7 separate regions of the Mus musculus genome follow, and all the other regions are linked to region 1. Evidence: chromatin contacts called from public ChIA-PET, Hi-C, HiChIP or PLAC-seq and promoter capture Hi-C data. All regions are on one chromosome and are shown on one strand. Each heading gives the region's core, a stretch centred on a gene start, on an enhancer-like site or on the middle of the called end of the contact. The rest is flanking DNA. Distances are from core to core; before and after follow the strand shown. Region 1 holds the start of Hipk3 (homeodomain interacting protein kinase 3). Region 2 holds the start of Abtb2 (ankyrin repeat and BTB (POZ) domain containing 2). Region 3 overlaps Abtb2 (ankyrin repeat and BTB (POZ) domain containing 2). Region 4 holds the start of Nat10 (N-acetyltransferase 10). Region 5 holds the start of Lincred1 (long intergenic non-protein coding RNA of erythroid differentiation 1). Region 6 holds the start of Lmo2 (LIM domain only 2). Region 7 holds the start of Eif3m (eukaryotic translation initiation factor 3, subunit M).

Region 1 (2,649 bases), core at 52-2,551:
GGAAACAACAGGCTTCCCCCAAGATCCACATACCATTTTACAACAGCCGTCTCCCCCCAGACAGGAAAACAGACATTCTGGTCCCGAGTCCTTTCCGCTGGTCTCCCCACAGCGCGAAGGGAAGAGGGCCGCCGCCGCCGTAACGAGAGAAGCCGGCAACAGCCCCGCCGCGCGGCCGCCACGCCTTCCTCCCGCCGCCGCTGGGGACGCGAAGCCTCGGATCACATTTCTCCTCCCCAACAATCACACGCACGCACGTCTCCAGAGTTGACACCCTCCAAACCCGCCGCCCCGCGACGCCGGTGACAGGGCCACCAAGCCTCCGCGGCGCAGCCACGGGGCTGGGCGCTCCGGCGGCGGCGTGCGTGCACGTTGGTCTTCGCTCCCATCAATGAAAGGAACGAGGTCTCCGTAGTGACGGCCTAGAGCCGCCGAGCCGAAACGGGGGGCCCCCGTGGGACCAAACAAAACTTCGGTTGCTGGGAAGAGCCGTTGCGCAACCTAGGCTTGGGGGAAGGCCCGGACAGCCCGGCGCGGCCAGGGCGGCTTCCCGGAGGCTGCGCCAAGCGCGCGCGGAAAGCACGCGCAGTCCCCGCGTACGGCCTCCTCGGGCCTGGCTTGGCGCCGGCCTTCGGGAACCGCCCGGGCCGGCCGCACTGGACAACCGGGCGGGAACGGAGAGCCGTCGCTCCGAGGGTTCCCCCGGCCCCCGAGGCCCCGCGACGGCGCCGAGCTACCCGCCCTTGCCTGGCTTCCTTACCTTCCTAGAGGCCCGCGCTCTCCCCGCTTCGGGCGGCCGCAGCCCTGAGCATGTCCGGGGTGGGTCGCGGGGGCCGTGCGGGGACCCGGAGCCAAGCGCTTCAGCAGGCGGCGCCACCCAGCCGGGGCTCAGCCCCTCTCGGCGGCCGCTGCCATCTTGTCCTGGCGGCTGAGAGGAAACGGCGAAACACCCTCCCCCGACCGCTGCTGCTGCTTCTCTGGCTGCCGATCGCCGGGCCCGTCTCCCTCATCTTCCTTCCCGGGGACCTGGGGTGGGGACCGCTCGACTGGGGAGAGGGGCAGTGACAAGCCGGCGGGCCACCGGGGCCTACGGGCAACAAGGGATGCAGGGCCCGCGGTGCTGAGGGCCCATTTCCCCGGAGTTGAGACGAGGACGAGGGCTGCTTGCGAGGCCGCGTCGCCCGGGGCCTGCGGCTCGGACTCCTCGGGGCGCCGCGCTGCCGGCAGTCGTCACCCGGGCAGCTGCGGCAGGCCGCCCCGATATCGGGCCCCTCCTCCGCGCGCCCGCCGGCCTCGGCCGCCGCCTCCGCAGCGCCACCGCCCGCTCGGCCGCTCTGAGCGCCGAGCCCGGGCGGCCCCGCTCGGGTAGGGCCGCGGCGCCTCCGCGAAGCCCCTCCCCAGGGTCCGCCTGCAGCCGCGCCCTTGACGCTCGCAGCCCGCCAGGCGGCCCGCGCGGATCCAACCCTGAGCTCTCACGCCATCCCCTCCAAGAGGAACGGCTTCCGTCAGCCCTCCTCTGCAGTTCTGAACCTGACTCCGGGCCCAAAAATACACATTTAAGGGACAATCCTAATACCCAAAGGGGTTCAGATGCGGAAGCAGGATTCCACAGGCCTTTCCAGGTTACCCCATCCTAATTCTCTTCCCACCCCTTTAGAATCTGTTTCTTGGCATCTTAGGAGTCTAAAAACGCAGAAAGAGAATGAATAATCTAAGCCTAAAATAGGTCCTTCTCGCTCCCCCATTCCAAAACAGCAGGAGACTTGTCACACCACGTCAAAGAATGAGGGACGGACTCTCTTGGAAGTTTTCCAAGTGCACCACCACAGTGGTTGAGAAGCTGCCCACCTCTACGTTGATAATTCTCCATCGAGTTAGTTCCACACCCAAGCTAGTTTCTTCGCTCCTGGAAACTAGGAAATCGACAGAATGGTCCATTTCCACCCACGTAACCATAGAACCATGGAATTTGAGATGAAAGAATCTTACTGATGCATAGTCCAAACTCTTATGCTAAGACAAGGGTTTAGACAAGTTTCGATGACGTGAGCAAGGTTAAAGAGCAAAGCTTTAGTCTCCACCCCTCTCCCCTCCATCTATCTCTCCAGAAAGCATCTATCTTCGAAGCAACCCATCATTCAGTAAACCTATTTTGCCACCTGTTTCGTCTGGGTTCTAAACTAATATTTAACGTTTCCGCAACGCAAGCACCTCTGTCTCTATAATGGAGATGTCCTTTGCTTTCTTCCTTTACTAGAAGGACTGAGCTTGCCGATGTTATTTCTCCACACATATTCTCCATTGCAGCAGCTGGGGCTAAAGGGAGGGTCAACTCGCTGGGTAGATACTAGTCCTTTACCTATTGCCTTTCAAACTAGGACTGTGTAGAATGTCTTTAAAGGGGGAAAGGGTATCCCCTCGAGGCCACTGATAATCCTTTTTCCAGTGACCAGTGTTTTCTTCAAGATAGGAGTACAGTGAAGACTAAAGTAGAAAAGCTAATGACTGATTTTTAGAAAAGGTGTATGCATGAGATGGCCACAGTGATGCAAGTCTCTATTGCCAGCGCCGGGTAGATGGACAGAACCGGAAGAGGCTCGAGATTACCCTCTACATCCAAAAGGAGGGCAATGTCGGAGCCATTCTTTA
Region 2 (2,649 bases), core at 96-2,595, 930 kb before region 1:
TCCGTCCTTGACTCTGTTTCCAATTCTATGGCATCAGGAGGCAACGTCTCATGTACCCCAGGAAAGGAAAAAATTAAGTAAAACTGCCAAATAAAAAATCGCTTTATGGGGAAAGGGATCATTAATTTAAGGAAAGAGACAAACCAGACTTTTCTAGTTCGTATCCAACTCACGGCCCAAGGTCAGAACTGTAAAGTACAGCACAAAGGAGCTATTCAGGAGCTGGCGAAGAGGACTTGGGACGAACGTTGTGCACAATCCGCGCTTTGATTTTGCAGTCCTGCTGGAGGGGGGCTGGTGCACGCTTGTGCACGTGCGTGTGAATAGTTATGGAGGAGCAGCTGGTCCTCCGAGAGCTGGGCGTGGATCTATGCAATCAGTAGCTCTCTAGCGAGCCGCTTGGGGTGCACCTGGGCGCTACTGGAAGGACAGCAATTCACTGTACCCAGGAGGCACCGAGTCCCGAGGGGGAAGAAGACCTGCGGACCCGCACATCATGCCAGCAAGTCCTTAAAAGGGAACACCTGCATGCACGAGGTGTTCAGCGCAGGTCCTCGTTTTTCATCTGGTTCCTTGCAGGCACTCCCTCCCACCTTGGACAAAAAGGATCCGCCTGATAGTACACCGGTAGGAGGAAAGCCGTTCATTCTTTAGGTTTGGACTCCCACCTCCTAGATAATCCTTGGAAAACAGTGGACTGTAACAGTGGATACAGGGGTGTGATCACAGGCCTCTGAGTGCCGGGCTATTTTCAGGTCCCAGTTTAAGATAGTCTGTTTCGATTGGAGCCTAAAGTCAATATAAACAAAACTAGATAGATCTGAGAAGAGAAGCAGAGGTGCTCCCCTGCCCTCCAAACATAAATAGCTTTTCATTTCTCAAAAGAGAAGGAGGAGGGGCTTGGTAGAAAGTCGACAAGAAAGGTGAGTCGGGTCTCCTCCCAGTTTTCTTTTCCTACTGCCCTGGGCTGGGTGCTCACAGCTTTACAAGGAGCTGCCTGCCTAAGTCTAAAGCATAGAAGGCGGGAAAGGGACAGCACATAGGGGCTTTTCCTTTTCGTTTATCTTTTAATCCTCAGCGCTGGGGCCTGTTTTCGGGTTCCCCCGGCTTTCTGGGTCTCTGCGCCCCACCTCCTTGCCAGCTCGCTCGCTTGTTCTCCCCACCCAACCCCCTCAGCCATACCCACCCGCTACACCCCATTCTCGGTGATTTGCATATTTCCCGCCCCTCTCGGAAACCATTGGCATAGCCCTTGCCCGGCGTGGCTGATGATTGGTGAACCGCCCGGGTGTATTTGCATGCGGGCCGCTCCAGAGGACCTATCTGTGTCTGTAACCCGCGCCCCGTAGAAGTTTGTGGAGCGCTTTCTCAGCGGCTGGTCCCAGACGGACCTCGGGCGCCTCGCTCTTCGGTGGCCGCCCCGTTTTCTCGGGATTCTTTCTGTGGTGATGGACTCTCCGGACGCTCTGTAAGGGAAGCTGAGAGCTGGCGGCGCGAGTTCAGAGGAGGAGGGCTGGGAAGTCCGTTCGCTGACAGCGGCGCGACTGAACGCGGACGGCGTCGGGCTCCGGCCGGCTGAGAGCTTCGCCTACCTTCCCGCGGCCTGTGCGCGGGCGATGCTGCGGCCCCGAGGCGCGGCGCGGCGAGCACGGAGGGCGCCTCCGAGAGCCTAGAGCTGGTTTCCGCCCCCTTCCCCCGGGGCAAGTGGGCATGGAACAGTGAGAGCCCCTCGCTCGGCGAGGCCGCGCGCGGAGGCTCCCCCATGGCCGGGACATACAGCTCCACATTGAAGACTCTGGAGGACTTGACCTTGGACTCCGGGTATGGGGCCGGCGACTCCTGCCGCTCGCTCAGCCTTTCGTCTTCCAAGTCCAACTCGCAGGCGCTCAACTCTTCGGCGCAGCAGCACCGCGGGGCGGCCTGGTGGTGCTACTCCGGCTCCATGAACAGCCGCCACAACAGCTGGGACACGGTGAACACAGTGCTGCCCGAGGATCCCGAAGTGGCCGACCTCTTCTCCCGCTGCCCGCGGCTCCCGGAGCTGGAGGAGTTCCCTTGGACCGAGGGAGACGTGGCCCGGGTGCTCCGCAAAAGCGTCGGCGGCCGGAGGCTGCCCTCGTTCTCCGCCGAGGCTGTGAGACGCTTGGCCGGACTCCTCCGCCGGGCGCTCATCCGCGTGGCCCGGGAGGCGCAGCGCCTTAGCGTGCTGCACGCTAAGTGCACCCGCTTCGAGGTGCAGAGTGCGGTGCGCCTGGTGCACAGCTGGGCGCTGGCCGAGAGCTGCGCACTGGCAGCGGTCAAGGCGTTGTCCCTCTACAGCATGAGCGCTGGGGATGGGCTGCGCCGCGGCAAGTCGGCGCGCTGCGGCCTCACTTTCTCCGTGGGCCGCTTCTTCCGTTGGATGGTGGACACTCGCATCTCCGTGCGCATCCATGAGTACGCGGCCATCTCGCTAACGGCTTGCATGGAGAACCTGGTGGAGGAGATCCGGGCCAGGGTGCTGGCGAGCCAGAGCCCAGATGGCGGAGGGGCAGGAGGTGGAGAGGTATCCGCTGAGGCCTTGGAGATGGTCATCAACAACGACGCCGAGCTCTGGGGAGTCCTGCAACCCTATGAGCATCTCATCTGTGGCAAGAACGCCAATGGTAA
Region 3 (2,649 bases), core at 45-2,544, 910 kb before region 1:
TGCTCCCTTCACCAGGACGTGTGTCCTCAGATTTAGGCTCTGCTTCTTTCAGATTCTGGGCTATCCTCTCTGGTTTATTGAATGACTTCCCGGTCACATCAGACAATGCAGAGTTCACTTTCTCTGTGGAACTGTCTGTTCCTTTCATGCTCTGGGTGTGTTCTTTTTGAGGGCCTCTTGCCCAAAGCCAGCCTGTCAGCACTACCTGGGAAGCTACCACCAAGACAGCGGGTAATCATCAGAAACTCTTGAAACTATCCCAGAGTTGAAGGTTTTGAGTGTCTCCCATGCCCTGTGCATCTTCTGAGCTGTGAGAAGTGAGACAAAAAGAGCTCTTGTTGGGCTCTTGGCAGAGGGGAAATTTGGAAGGAACATCTTTGGAATCAAGAGAGGTTTCTCTTGAGCTGTAGAGAGAGCAAAGTATCTGTTCACACTTGGGGCCTGGGTTCCACCCATGACCATTCACTCTTACCTAGATAACATAGCTGATGATTTAACCTTTCTGTACTTCAGTTCTCCCATCTGTAAAAAGGGAATAATCCAGAGAAGCTACCTGGTGGAGTGCTTTTAAGGACTCAGTGAGATGGGACACAATAAAGTCTCCTAGTCCAGTCTCACGTCCTCTGATGGAACTGGCACAGTACTAGCAGCAGTGAGCTGCAGTCCCCACCTTCCTCCTTTGTGCTCCCCAGAAATGACATTGGGGATTATTACTCTGCCATGGACTGTTTGTACTTTCTATTTGCTGATCTAGTGTTTAAATCACAGACATGATCTGGAGGGGAGCTAGCACGCAAAGCCATATGTAAATTACATGTGCATAACATGAGCTCCCATGTGCTCTTTTTCCTCTTCGCCCTTCTCTCCCTGGATGGCAGAGAGTTGTCATTCCAGACGCTCACAGGTGACCACCAGCCTGCTTTCCTCCTGCTGTGTTAGGCTGTGTGAGCAGCACTGCCCAGCCGTGCAGTGTAATCAGAGCTGGCTTCTTTCTATAGGATTCATTTGTGGTGTGGAACAGCCATGTGTTTATGCAGTTGCCACTCATTTGTCCACAGTTAGATGTGCCAAATCTGACACTTGGGGTGAACTCCAAATAACTTGGAACTATGTGCAGGCTATACAGGCGTCTTAATCAAACTTATTACAAGGCATATATCTAAATTGGAGGAATCCAGCTGCCACTCTGCCTCTCCTCTCTTTCTATGCCTGGCACTAGAGGGAGGAACCATTCACAAAGAGAACTTCTAAGAAAAGGAAGGACACAAAGCCAGGATATTGCATCACTCTGTTGTCACCGTTTGTGAAACATGACCAATGCTGACAAGCTGTTGTCCTATGTGGCTTCCCTGGAGCCCTACAAATCACTCCTGGTTGGTTAAAGGACAACGCTGATTCTTCTTGCCAGTTGTTTTGGCTGTGACCTGTGTTGAGGTCCACTGTCAGCACAGTCTCTATTCTTCATAGGGGGGAGAGAGAGAGAGAGAGAGAGAGAGGGGGGGGGGAGGGGGAGAGAGAGGGAGAGGGAGAGGGAGAGAGAGGGAGGGAGAGGGAGAGAGAGGGAGAGAATATGTGTATGTGTTGATTTGAGCCCATACGTATCTTCCTCTTTCCAAAAATACAAGAGACCTCTAACTTGACCATCCATATGACTGGCTGATTGCTGGAACATTCTTGGGGCACTTAAAAATGGTACTTAACTGGCTATATTTATTTTAAACCTCCAAAATTGGGTCTGAGTTATCTGGGTGACAATTTTTACCTTCAAGACTAACTCTTTTTAATGCCTGGTAGTGACTGTATTTTCTGTTCACATTTTCTGTGTGTAGTATTTCTACAAAGCACTGTGTTTCACCATGGCATTTTCACATATTTGTAGGGTACTTGCCATATATAACCATGTTCACCCCCTTACCATCTCTTGTTTCCTTCCCTGTCCCATTGGTACCTCCTATATCCCCCCTTCTAATTTCATGCATTTTAAGTTTAGACAGTATTCTTCAGTGTTCCTCAGGTGGTTGTGATGAGTAGGCAAATGGAAGACTGTCTGGCTTTACTGGTTATCAGTGGGGTTCTGTGCCAGGAACCTCTAAGTGTATATCAGTCTGGCAAAGTCTAGGCTGAGAGAGACTGATTAGAGGTAGTATCTGAGGCTAGCCTGTGTCTTCTTCTCTCCTGAGTAATGAATGGAGGCTATGATCAGACCTACTCAAGGAGGAGCTTGGAGTGCTTTGGAAAAAAGAATAGAAGTCAGCAGTCTTGTGGGGTTCACTCAGCCACACCCAATGAGTGGATGGTCATATCTGTCCAGTGCCTTCTGGGAGATGAGAAAGATTCCAATGATTTTTGTTGATTGTCTCGTGGAATCCTCATTGTAGACTATGAGCTAAAGAGCCTGTTACTAATCGTGTTTCATAGATGAAAATATGAGGGCTAGGTACAGTTAAAGTGGGTAGTCCAAGGTCACTCACTCATAAGCAGGTGAAAGAACCATTTGAGTTTTATTTCCACCAGACTTCAAGCTCTACTTTCTATCCTGAAGGCTTGAATCAAAGTCAGTACACAGGGCGGCTGAGACAGCTCAGCCTGTAAAGACATCTGCTAAACCTGATGATCTGATGCAGCCCCTGAGACCCTGCATGGTAAAAG
Region 4 (2,649 bases), core at 90-2,589, 730 kb before region 1:
TTTGTAAGCTTTATGTTGCCAGCCACATAAACACCTACAAAAAATGAATGGGTACCTAATGTTAACGAGTCCAGCTTAATTGTTAAAAGTCTTATCTTGTCAGGCAGTGGTGGCCCACGCCTTTAATCCCAGCACTTGGGAGGCAGAAGCAGGCGGATTTCTGAGTTAGAGGCCAGACTGGTCTACAGAGTGAGTTCCAGGACAGCCAGGGCTATACAGAGAAACCCTGTCTTGGGGGGGGGGGGGGGGGGGAGTCTTATTTTTTGTTATAATAGGAGAGTCTTAGAATTAACAGGTAAGGCCCCTGAGTACAAGCTTTAATTCTAAAAAGTACTTTTAAAAGTAGATGAAATACAACTACACACAAAACTAATGTAAAATTAATGGCCAGAGTGAGGGATCTGATAACGATCTAAAATTACTGGTTCCAAGAAACGTTTAATACATAAGGAAAGCATTATTGGAAAGAGAAAATAAGATGAATCGTATTGGGTTTTGTTGTTGTTGTTGTTTGCTTTGTTTTGTTTTTTCAAACAGTCTCACTATGCAGACCAGACTGGCCTCGAGCTCCAAAAAATACTCCAGGCTCCACCTTCCAAGCGCTGGAATTAACGGTATACGCCACCACAACCTGATCGACAAGTCATTTTCATTCGGCTGTATCCATTCTTGTACACACAGCACCGGGTACTAAGCATCACGAGGTGCACTGTCAAATGTCCTGACTGAGACAGCTAAATAGTGCAAATAAACTGGCATACTGCAGTATTTAAGAGCAGAATATCTGGGACTAAACCGCGTTAGTTCAAAGCCTACCACTGCTACGAGGAGCCGAGTTTCTCAGAAAATAGTTTTGACACCAACCCATTCTCTCAAAGAGAGAGAAGAAGCCCGAGTGTGGGAAGGAGCCACACTCCCGGAAAGCGCTCGAGAAGCCAGCCCCGCATGTCAGAGTATCCCGGACCAGGAACGTCTGTCTGTAGGGCAGTCCAGGCGAAGAGTCCGAAGATACAGGCACCAGCCGGTACAGAAGCTTCCGTACTCGAGCCAGCCCTACCGGCCAGTGAAAGACCCAAACGCACATCTCAACATCCGACCCAGTCCCTTGCAAAGAGTACCTGCGCCCTGCTCCGGCCGACACCAGGCAGCTGCACAACGGAAGCACGTGAAGACACCGAGTTGCTACCCAGGCTGACCAATCTGCTGGAGAAAATTCTACACAGCTGAGCTACGCCGGGGCCGCCGCTGCACGTGAATCCGCTTAAGTGGCAGACAGCACGTGGGCAAGTGCTCAGAAGGGAGGGGACCACTACAGCTATGGGACCTTCCATGGCTTCGACGCTTAGTGATGACGTAAGAACACGCCGCGGATCTCCGCTACGCTTGCGCACTAACTCCCGGCCGCCATTTCGCCATTTGCTGCGGGTAACCTGGCTATGACAGGCGGAAGTAATCGTTTAGATATCCGGGTGTCTCGCATTTGCCGTTGCCACTGGTACAGGAACTCGTCCACTGTTGCTATGTTGAAAAAAACCTCTATAGCAGGGTTGTACAAGGCAATAGCTGTTGCTAGCGTAGGTGTTGTTTTATCGACCTCCCTACTTTTATATGAAACTAGCCCAGTAATTGTTTAATTCATCTTACTTGAACCTCCATCCGGCAGCAGTCTGAGAATGTCTGTAGACTTTGTACCAACGATCGTGGCCGCGGTACTCTGCAGGCTTTTCTTACTCATGCCAAGTGTACTAAAAGCCCAACATTGGGTCTCAAAGCTCATCCAACCACATCCACAAGGATACCCGTAAGTATGTCTGCTTTCCTTTTAGCATGAGCCACGTGAAATCGGTTTATCCTATATTTTTGGGCACAAGTTCTGTTATCTAAAACGAATTCCTTCCCCAAATTTACGCACCAACTTCAATATCAATCTAAATTTCAATGGACTTTAAAGACTTCATGATGCCTAGCCATATTGTTTTAAGTCACCAATACAGCCCTAGACTTAATACTAAGGTTCTAAATGCACTTAAGAAAATAAAACTACCAGTACTTTGTTATAATGGGCAGACAAGTCCTATAAGGTGGTGGTGACACAAGCAAAACACAAAACTTAGAAATAATGACCCTTGTGAGTACTCGACTTTTTTTTTTTTAAAGGAACCAATATAGGAAGAGGACAAAAATGGGCAAATAAGGCTAGTCGATTCTGCTTAAGTAGCCCAGATATGGTATTTCCGTTGTAATGAAAACAAAAAACTGGAATTTTGGGAACAGAGATGATGGCTATGATTACCTTAGTCACTGCAAAATCTGAAACCACCAGGTCAGGATGCAAACGGGGGCAACTGCCATAAGATAGTCAAGATTTAGAATGATAAAGTAGTAGGGCAGGGGAAGGGTAGCCAGTGCTAGATGGCTGAGCTGTCTATGCTGTGGAAGCATGTGATTTTACTGAAGAATATAAAGACAACAAAGACAGCTTCCAACTTACTGCCAACTGCCCCTATCAAGTAGTTGGACTGAAAATAGTTGATGTAGAATATTCTCAGTGTAGAATATCAAATGTGCTTGAGAAGATGGGTATGGGAATGGAACTGCACACCTGCAGGTTTAGAGGGTTTTGGAGACAATTCTCTTCCTCCACCTTTG
Region 5 (2,649 bases), core at 68-2,567, 590 kb before region 1:
AGATGACCATTGTTGCCTTCTAGAACTGGCAGGCTGAGGAAAATCTCCAGAAGAGTTACAATGGCACCAGGGTTTGGCACAGGGGAAGGCTTCAGAGAGGAGAAAGCATGTTTTTTAGGGGTCATACCATGGTTGTTATAAGCACAGAGTCTGTAGCCTGGACTGTCTGGATTTGGAGTCTGACCGTGCCGTGTACTGATTGTGTGACATGTGACAAGAAGTAGAAATAATAGCAGGACCTGTGTTGTTGGGAGAATGCCATGAGTTAGCGTTGGCACGGTGCTTGAAAGAGTGTCTGGCATTGCAAAAGCCACGTGCTGGCTAACATGATCATCTTATTCTTTTCTCAGCCTTAACATAGCAGGCACAAAGGAGTGTGGGATAGTCCAGCAGCTAGCAGAAGGTCACAGTTTTGATGGCTGATGGTGTCGGGTAGAAACACTTGTTTGGATGTGGATTTTCCATGTTCAGGTTTCCCAGGGTGGGGTAAAAGGGAGCGTTTACTCTGCTGCATCCTGAGTACCTCTTCCTACAGGCTGACGGATGAGCACTGAGTTTGACCTGAGGCAGCTCAGACTTTCCACGTGAGTCCGAACCTTTCAGTGTTCTCCACAGGACCCTGATATGGGATTTGAGGGTTAGAGATCTGAAGCTCAGGAGCTCAGGAGCCACTGAGGGCTAGGGGAGGGGTCCTAGAGTCCCTGGGGGAATTTTTCATTTAGCCTCTGTTGTCTTTCAGAAGAGATTTGGAGATTCCATTCGGATAGCAGCATCCTCAGATCTCACCCCTTCTTTAACCCAGTACCAGTGGCTGATGGGTAAGCAAACACATGTGCTATCAGAGGCTAAAACAGGATTGTTTAAGGCATTTTCTCCACGGAGGTGCCAAAATCGCACTCTGATCAGACAGGAAGTCCTATTGCTTGAAAGGAGCCAATGCTATCAAGAGAAAACACATCAGGGCCCATCCTCTTGGAGAGGGAACTGTGACTAATCAACAAGGCTCCTCTCCAGCTGGCCTCGGGAGCCTTTGTTCAGCCTGGACAGGTCAGGGAAAGTTTGAGCAGGCCACAGTTGTAAGAGGGGCAGTTCCAGAACTTTCCCTTCAGTTTTCCAACCGAGGGATCATTGCAGGAGGTTAACCCTGGCAAACTAAGCCAAATCTACCAGGAGGATTTAATCATGTTAGTCTCCTACTTGAAGCACATCGAGGGTACCCTAATATGGTCTGCCAAGGCCTTTATGACCTGAACTTGGTGGTCCAACTCTGCCTGCCTTCTGTCTTGTCTGTCATCCTACAAGTAGCATTCTTTCTTCAGTTTCTTCAATGGGTCTGGCCAGTGCCAGTGGGCCTAGGAGACCAGAACTGCACACCTGAGGAAGAGGTCCGGTGGAACTCAGAAATGGATGAGACAGACCCCAGTGTGATAGATTTCTCCAGCCAGCCCCCCAGCTTCAAGCAACTACTGCCAATAATGGCTTCCTGTGTGTCTCTGCTCAAGTCTGTGCACTTCCTAAGGACCGGAGACCTGTCTGAGACCTCAGGTTTTCAGATAACGTTGATGGCAGTAACCTTGAGAGTGCGAAGAGGTCTAGAGGAAGGACCATCACCAATAGGGTCATTTGATGAGTGTGTGCCATATGCCACACTCTGCTAAAGACTTCGTGTGCCTTCCTACAACGACTGTGGTGTAGGAATTTTGCCCTCACATCATAGATAAGAAAGTTAAGGTCATTTACTCATTAGGAAGTGGTAAGATAGAAGCCGGAGTCCAGGATTTTAAGAGAAAAGGTCTGTCCACAAGGTGTATCGCCTCCTATGTGTGGAGCTGCTACTGGCTGATCTGTTGCCAGGCTTGGCAGGGGGGTTGGGGGGGGAGGGGTGCTCCAGGAAGGGCAAGAAGATGTGATCAGGGTGGGACCTCTGTTGTTTGGCCTCACTTCAAACAAAGATGACAGCAGGGAACTAAAGCCCCTGACTTCCCTCCTCTGAAGACCAAAGCAGGCCAAAAATAGGAGAGACAGGAAGCATTTGATCCCTAAGTGTCACATGAATACAAACATCCTGCCAACTCTGCCTTGAGGGGGTGGCTGAGAGCAGCTGCCACAAAGGGGCCAGCTAGGAGGTCAGCTTGCTGGGTGCCATGCAGCTAGACTCTCTGGGATGATCTAGGCCTGGGATACGCCAACAGGTTGAGCACCTGAGCATCTGGGTGGTGGAGAAATACAACAGACAGTATCTACCCCCATTATCATTACCCCTAGCCACATCCCATTGCCGAGCCCATGGCTGACACTGGCGCAAGGCCTCTCTGAGGTCCTTCCTGGACCTTTCTTTGACTTCTTTCCACCTACCCTTCCTTCTCTCTGCCTAACTCACATCAATCACATTCTGACGCTTTCTTAGCTTCCTGTGTATTTTTTTCTTCAATGCAGCTTGGCTTGTTCAGTCTGCTCTTGGCCTGTGCTTTTCTGAGAACCTCGGCTAACTGAAACCATCTAGTGATTCCTCATTTAACAGTTCAGAAAAACACAAATTCAAAGAGACAAAGGACTCTTCCTTTAAAATATGCTTTTAAAAGATCTATTTTATTTTATGTGTCTGAGTGCTTTGCCTACATGTATATATGCATACCAAATGCATGCCTG
Region 6 (2,649 bases), core at 101-2,600, 520 kb before region 1:
TTCTGACTATCATCTTCCGGGGTGAGCTGGTCTAGGTTATTAAAGCAATCTTTAAATTGGGGCTGAAATGCCTATGTCTTTGATCCGGGCTGTTCTTACTAAACAATGGATTCTGAGAGCACTCGGGACTTTCCTCTTTACAAACCTGAAGACTGTCATCATCATAAGCTAACGGGCCTTGAACGATCATTTCTGGACTCAGTTTCAAGGAACTCAAGGCCCAGGGGGACCTAGGTTTTTCTCCTGAAAAGTAGCTAGCTGGAATCCATCTCTTCCCTTCTGTATTTCTTTCTCCTTCTAGAACTTGTCTTCAAGCTTGAAGGAGAAACCTGCCCTTTTCTTTGTTTTATATAAGACAAAATAATAGTAAGTAATAACTGAAAGTCTTTTTATCGGGAAGGAACTTCCTCCGGTCCAAGCAAGTATTGCTGCTGATACTTTACAGAGAGGGCCAGCCTCACCGCTGGAGTTCGCTCTTTGAAAGAGGCTAGGGGAGGGAATTCTGCCGCCAGCAGATGGAGAGGAGACCCGGACAACGTGGTCCCTCCCAGACACCCTCCCTGCGGGATTAGCTGCCCCCAGCTCTGCTCAGGCGCACCTAGCGCGTGAGGTTCCTGGTCACACAGCTTGCGCCCCTCTCTGGAGAGCAGTCGCAGCTACTAGCTTGCCGCCAGCAGAGCCGCACTGTCTCGGGCATCGCAGAGCACCACGACTGTGGACTTGGGACCTCGAACCCGAGACGAGCGCGCGCTAGCCAGCCATTAGCAACGCTTGCATTTCTGCAGGTGCTTATTTCACATTCTTGTCTTTTCTTTCCTGCTGGAACGGGCGAGTGGTTACTTTCAGCCTGAGGCCAAAGGGAAAGGCAGAAGAAGGGGAACTCTGAAAAAGACAGTTTAGTGGCAGCGGGATTCTTGCCCCAGGAGAGGGGCTCAGGGGAGACTCTCGGTCTCTGCCGCGGGCCCTTTTAAGAAGCCAAGTCAGGGCTGCCGCTGTCGCCGTTGCTGCTGCTGCCGCTGCCGCCGCCGCCGCCGCCGCCGCCGCTATTTGGATTGCTAATCCCCAGGAGCCCCGTTTAAAAAAAAAAAAAAAAAGGAAGAAAAAAAGGGGGGAGGGGGCGGGCAGCTGTCTCTTTAAATGTGATTTCCTTCTATTGTATTTGAATCGTGATCAGGAAAAAGGAAATGAAACCAGAGACAGAGGGAAGCTGAGCGAAAATAGACCTTCGCGAGAGAGGAGGGAGCCTGGGGAGAGCCGCGCGGTCAGCTCCCCGCCCCCAGGCCGCCGCCCCCTCACTGCCCCCGGCGCCCCGACCCCGGCGAAGGTGCGAGGGGCTCGGGGCGACCGGGCGGAGCCGGCTACTGCGCGCGATCGGGACCGGGCGGCGGCGGCGGCGGCTGTGGTGACGGCAGCGGGACCGGGATGGAAGGTTAAGTCCTGAGCAGCGGCAGCTGTCGCAGCCACCGGAGGGAGGCCGGGCTGCTCCCCGGCCCCCTGCCTTGGCCGCCGCGCGCCGGGCAGCTGGATGATTCGCTCTCTCTCTTTGGCGTTTGAAGGGAGCGCGGTGACTGTCCTTGAGCGTGGAGGGGCGAGCTCGCCAGCGGAGCGACCGAGCAAGAGGAGGCGCAGGAGCGGCGGCGCCCGAGCACCCGAGGGGGTCCGAGTCCAGGCAGCTAGCCAGCCACGCGCCACAAAGGGAGCGCCCCCGCCGCCCGGCACGCCGCCCCCCTCCCCAATGTCCTCGGCCATCGAAAGGAAGAGCCTGGACCCGTCTGAGTAAGTGTGGCGCTTCTGTTCCGGCACCCCAAACAGGGTCCCAGGCTAGGCGCGAGGGGCTGACTCCAGGTGCGCGCCCGCAGCGTGCCCTTGATCCCTCCGTCTCCCAGGGGTTCTCTTTCCTCGCGGGTGACTCTGGAAACACCGAGAGGGACTGGGCGGCGGAAGCTGTAACTGGGATCGACCCTGCGGACCGCTCCGGGCTATCTGGAAAGCTCCCCAAACCTTTACCAGGGCCAGAAAGTTTGCCCAGGAGCTGGCACCCGGAGCTCTGAGGCACAGGTGCAGGGCAGGGAGAGTGGAGGACAAGATTCTGCCTTCTCCCTTTTCGTCCCACCCTCTCCAGGTTCCCTTCCTTTTTGTCCATTTGGCCTTGGAAAGGGGGGCATCCCAACTAGAACATCCCGGGGTCTCCGACGTCGACTCTCCTACCAGGCCCGGAGTAGAGCGGACAGTTGATGAGGTCCGCTTGTCCACCTGGGAACTGGTTCTGGCCTCCAGAGACTTCTAGAATTGCTAATCTGTCGTTCCTCCCGGTACATGTTCGCCCCTCCCCTGAGTTTCCTAGTGCGGGCATGTGAACCTCGAAAGTTAGTGCACATTTTTTTTTCTGTCTAGTATGTTTTTCTAGGGAGCAGAATCTCATCGAACTCTCAGAAGGGCTGTGTGTGTGTGTGTCAGCGAACCAGAGCTTTAATGAGCATGTACTGTCTAGTGCTCTGAGCTTTGCGCTGGTTTGCAAAGAACAGCCCCCCCTCCCTTCCCCATTCCACAGCCTGTACCCTCCTAGCCCATTCTCTAGCCTTAACAAGGGGAGCCAGGAACGAAGGTATCGGTTTTTTTTTTTCCACGTCCACACAAATGCCCTTTTAA
Region 7 (2,649 bases), core at 64-2,563, 520 kb after region 1:
TGGTGGGCAGGGTGAGGTGACATATAACTGTGACCACAGCACTTGAGGCAGAGGCAGGGGGATCTCTACAGGTTCCTGGCCAGCCAAGGTTTAACAAGCCATAGTGAAACACTTCCCAAATATCAAAACAAGAAGGGGGTTGGGGAAAGAAAAAGCACGGATGTCAAATTGTCTGGACAAAGCCAAAAGAGCCTTGGGGAAAATAACCAACATTTTTAATCCCACAAATGTGTTTGGTGACCTCAGAAACCTAACAAACCCTTAGGTCTGATGGAATTATTTTTCCAAACAATAGCATAGTAATTTTATACAGAAGATGGCATGGTATTATAAAAAAGATATTTTGAAAACTCAAGTGTCATATTAGAAAAAGCAAAATAACAGCAGAAATCATTCTTTTTCTTTATGACACAAATATATAATCTAACCAAGATGTAAAGAAAGCATTTGTTCACTTCCTGCTTTACAAATCTTTTTCTAAGAATTAGTTAAGTTTAATGTTTTTATATCATTCTTGCTGACAACAAGACACTCTACAATATGGCCAATGCCAAGGCTCTATTCAGCCCCTGGCCTGAAGTACCTTTTTGGTAAATACTAGTCAATGCCTGGGAACTCTAGCTTCCTCTGCTGTCAAATACTCTTAATGCGGCATCTTTCTATGTGTGCATAACTTCCTTTCTTCTCCTGTGTAACATATGGAACCCCAAGTTTCTGTCAGTGGGTATTATAAAAGCGTATGCATGCTCACGAAGAACAGTTTGGGTTGTAGAAAATTAAAAGACTGTCATCCCAACAATTAACCTCCTGTTACAGAAAAAGGAGAAGCCATCTGTCCTGTACACCCAGGTGTAAACCCCAATTAGTGAACTTCAAAGTGTCCAGGATGGCCCGCCAGATGCTCCTGCCTCCCAGCCGCCTGGGAACAGAAAACGCGAGCCAACTAGTAAAATGCATGCCACCGTCGCCTGTGGCCGCGGAAGGCCCGCATTCACACGCTCAAAGTTGCTCCTGCGGGCCACACGCGAACTTAGCAGACGCTGGTCCCTGTCCCCGAAAAGTTCTGGGTCGTCATCGACGACTGCGGACGAGCCCTGGCGCCCACCGGGCCCGCATCCGGACCCTCGGCCGCGCACGCGCCGAGACCCAGGTCAGGAGAGCGCGCTCCCCCTCACGGGCTCCGTCCCGGGAATCCCCCGCACCCGTTGCCCCGAGGGCCCAGCATCGTGCACCTGGTCTTCCTCGCTGATATCGATGAAGGCCGGGACGCTCATGGTGAAGGCCGGGCTGCGGAAGACGCTCCGATCCAGAAACACGCCGACCGGAAAAGAGAGCGGTGCCGTACAGGGTTACGCACAACCGCTTCCGGGTCAGCCACAGAGGGCGGGCCTCGTGGGCGGGGCCCACAGTACTACTTCCTCCCCGCGGGCCTCTGCTTCAGCTCCTCGCAGGCTCCTACCTGAAATCTTCCCCTCTCCCCGGAAACTTAGGTGGGTTGGGCTAAAGTGTCCTCTGCCCGCCTGCTGCCTGCGGGTCACGGAACCCTACCTGGGCCAAAGCTTCGGGAGCCTAGAGAGCTCTTGCTGCCTCTGAGAGCTTTCCAGGTGCCCCCTGTCCCTAAAGCCTTGGAACTATTTTTTTTTTCCCCTGTGTTATGCTTCCCAGTTTGCTGGTCCAGTTGCTAGGCCATGCTCCTTGCTAAGTAAGGGTGACTAGTTTTCAAAGAATGCTCCCACTTAATTAATAAGGACTTATCCAGAATACACAGTGCCTCAGTGTATGTTAGGGATTGACTCCAGGATCCCTCCTCTAAGGATTCCAGAATCTATGGGGCTCAAGACGCTTACATAAAAATGGCTTAGTTCGTGTCTATATAACCTCCTGTGTACTTTAAGTCATCTCCAGGGCACTTAAAATAGCTAATCCAATGTAAATTCTATGTCCTCTGTTTTCTAGGGAATGACAAGGTCTGCGTATTCAGCACAGATATTTCTCCAGAATATTATAGTCTGCAGTTGATTGAACCTGGATGCAGAACTTGGAGCCATGAAGATCAAGAACATTGTAAATGCAACAATAAGGGGGAAATGCAATTAAAAAGTGGGCTGAAAAAGTAAAAACAGACTTTATTAGAGAATATACACATGGTATCCTCAGTTGATAGAATGTCCCCAATAAATGGCCTGTCAGGTATTTTCTTCCTTAATGATTGACATGGGAGGGCCCAGCCCACTGTGGGTGGTGCCACCCTGGGTAGGTGGCCCTGAGTTGCATTGAAAAGTAAGCCAAGCTAGCCACAAGGAGCAAGTCAGCAGGCAGCGAGCAAGCCTCTGCTTCAGTTCCCACCTCCAGGTTCCTGCCTTGGGTTCCTGCCATGACTTTCCTCAGCGATGGAGGTTAACCTGAGAGTTGTCAGATGAAATGAACCCTTTTTCCCCAGGTCGGTTTTTGGCCAATATTTTATCATAGCAATGGGAAGCACACTAAGACAATCTTCCTGGAGTACTGGGTTACAATGTGGAATGAGTGTGTGTGGGGGGGTACGTTCTCAAGGAAGAAAAGGAAGAGAGACTGGTTGAAAAGAGGGGAGCAGATTTCTGAGGGGGGAGAGGAGAGAAGAGAGGGTGTAAGAGGAGAGTGGGGCGCTGA

The links. Promoter capture Hi-C pulls out the DNA fragments that hold promoters and counts their contacts. Hi-C and Micro-C count contacts between places; a contact is called where the count stands out from the background. ChIA-PET counts read pairs in DNA pulled down with a chosen protein or histone mark. HiChIP or PLAC-seq counts read pairs in DNA pulled down with a chosen protein or histone mark.
Region 2: a Hi-C map of CD8 T cells shows a contact between it and region 1, with 8 times the contacts expected there. The contact joins the promoter of Abtb2 here to the promoter of Hipk3 in region 1. A contact is called at or near these places in 6 of 39 promoter capture datasets (hippocampal neurons, liver, neutrophils and 2 more), 2 of 484 Hi-C or Micro-C datasets (CD8 T cells and embryonic stem cells), 1 of 115 datasets of contacts at active chromatin or transcription factors (astrocytes) and 1 of 9 other capture datasets (adipose tissue).
Region 3: a contact with region 1 is called in a promoter capture Hi-C map of hematopoietic stem and progenitor cells, with 2.9 times the contacts expected there. The contact joins the enhancer-like site here to the promoter of Hipk3 in region 1. A contact is called at or near these places in 6 of 39 promoter capture datasets (hematopoietic stem and progenitor cells, hippocampal neurons, liver and 2 more).
Region 4: a contact with region 1 is called in a promoter capture Hi-C map of hippocampal neurons, with 5 times the contacts expected there. The contact joins the promoter of Nat10 here to the promoter of Hipk3 in region 1. A contact is called at or near these places in 5 of 39 promoter capture datasets (the C10 cell line, hippocampal neurons, liver and 2 more), 2 of 484 Hi-C or Micro-C datasets (B cells and CD4 T cells), 1 of 115 datasets of contacts at active chromatin or transcription factors (memory CD8 T cells) and 1 of 9 other capture datasets (adipose tissue).
Region 5: a contact with region 1 is called in an H3K27ac HiChIP or PLAC-seq map of heart atrium, with 3 times the contacts expected there. The contact joins the promoter of Lincred1 here to the promoter of Hipk3 in region 1. A contact is called at or near these places in 4 of 39 promoter capture datasets (the C10 cell line, hippocampal neurons and liver) and 1 of 115 datasets of contacts at active chromatin or transcription factors (heart atrium).
Region 6: an RNA polymerase II ChIA-PET map of memory CD8 T cells shows a contact between it and region 1, with 6 read pairs. The contact joins the promoter of Lmo2 here to the promoter of Hipk3 in region 1. A contact is called at or near these places in 4 of 39 promoter capture datasets (the HPC-7 cell line, fetal liver, hippocampal neurons and 1 more) and 1 of 115 datasets of contacts at active chromatin or transcription factors (memory CD8 T cells).
Region 7: a Hi-C map of CD8 T cells shows a contact between it and region 1, with 7 times the contacts expected there. The contact joins the promoter of Eif3m here to the promoter of Hipk3 in region 1. A contact is called at or near these places in 2 of 39 promoter capture datasets (liver and pre-B cells), 1 of 484 Hi-C or Micro-C datasets (CD8 T cells), 1 of 115 datasets of contacts at active chromatin or transcription factors (memory CD8 T cells) and 1 of 9 other capture datasets (adipose tissue).

The regions. Positions count from the first base shown.
Region 1 is chr2:104,493,188-104,495,836 of GRCm38.p6, forward strand. Hipk3 (homeodomain interacting protein kinase 3) reads right to left here and starts at 1,302. Exons shown (of 16, transcript NM_010434.2): 1 at 761-1,302.
Region 2 is chr2:103,564,965-103,567,613 of GRCm38.p6, forward strand. It overlaps Abtb2 (ankyrin repeat and BTB (POZ) domain containing 2), which reads left to right and starts at 1,346. Exons shown (of 17, transcript NM_178890.3): 1 at 1,346-2,645. The coding sequence starts at 1,763.
Region 3 is chr2:103,582,192-103,584,840 of GRCm38.p6, forward strand. All of the region lies in intron 1 of Abtb2 (ankyrin repeat and BTB (POZ) domain containing 2), which reads left to right. It overlaps 8030431J09Rik (a long non-coding RNA gene), which reads left to right. Exons shown (of 2, transcript XR_866592.2): 1 at 1-2,649. Among named protein-coding and RNA genes, the nearest start is that of 8030431J09Rik, 11 kb to the left of the region's middle. Within about 2 kb of position 1,295, at least 79 of the 459 cell types and tissues checked have an H3K27ac peak or open chromatin away from gene starts, as enhancers often do. A contact at or near this core is called in hematopoietic stem and progenitor cells and liver, where this site is marked.
Region 4 is chr2:103,759,931-103,762,579 of GRCm38.p6, forward strand. Nat10 (N-acetyltransferase 10) reads right to left here and starts at 1,340. Exons shown (of 29, transcript NM_153126.3): 1 at 1,119-1,340.
Region 5 is chr2:103,899,634-103,902,282 of GRCm38.p6, forward strand. Lincred1 (long intergenic non-protein coding RNA of erythroid differentiation 1) reads left to right here and starts at 1,318. Exons shown (of 7, transcript NR_131913.1): 1 at 1,318-1,545.
Region 6 is chr2:103,968,937-103,971,585 of GRCm38.p6, forward strand. Lmo2 (LIM domain only 2) reads left to right here and starts at 1,351. Exons shown (of 3, transcript NM_008505.4): 1 at 1,351-1,776. The coding sequence starts at 1,526. The region is part of intron 1 of Gm38515 (a long non-coding RNA gene); the gene reads right to left.
Region 7 is chr2:105,015,714-105,018,362 of GRCm38.p6, forward strand. Eif3m (eukaryotic translation initiation factor 3, subunit M) reads right to left here and starts at 1,314. Exons shown (of 11, transcript NM_145380.2): 1 at 1,233-1,314. The coding sequence starts at 1,274. It overlaps Gm38521 (predicted gene, 38521), which reads left to right and starts at 1,408. Exons shown (of 2, transcript NR_165821.1): 1 at 1,408-1,490; 2 at 1,957-2,649.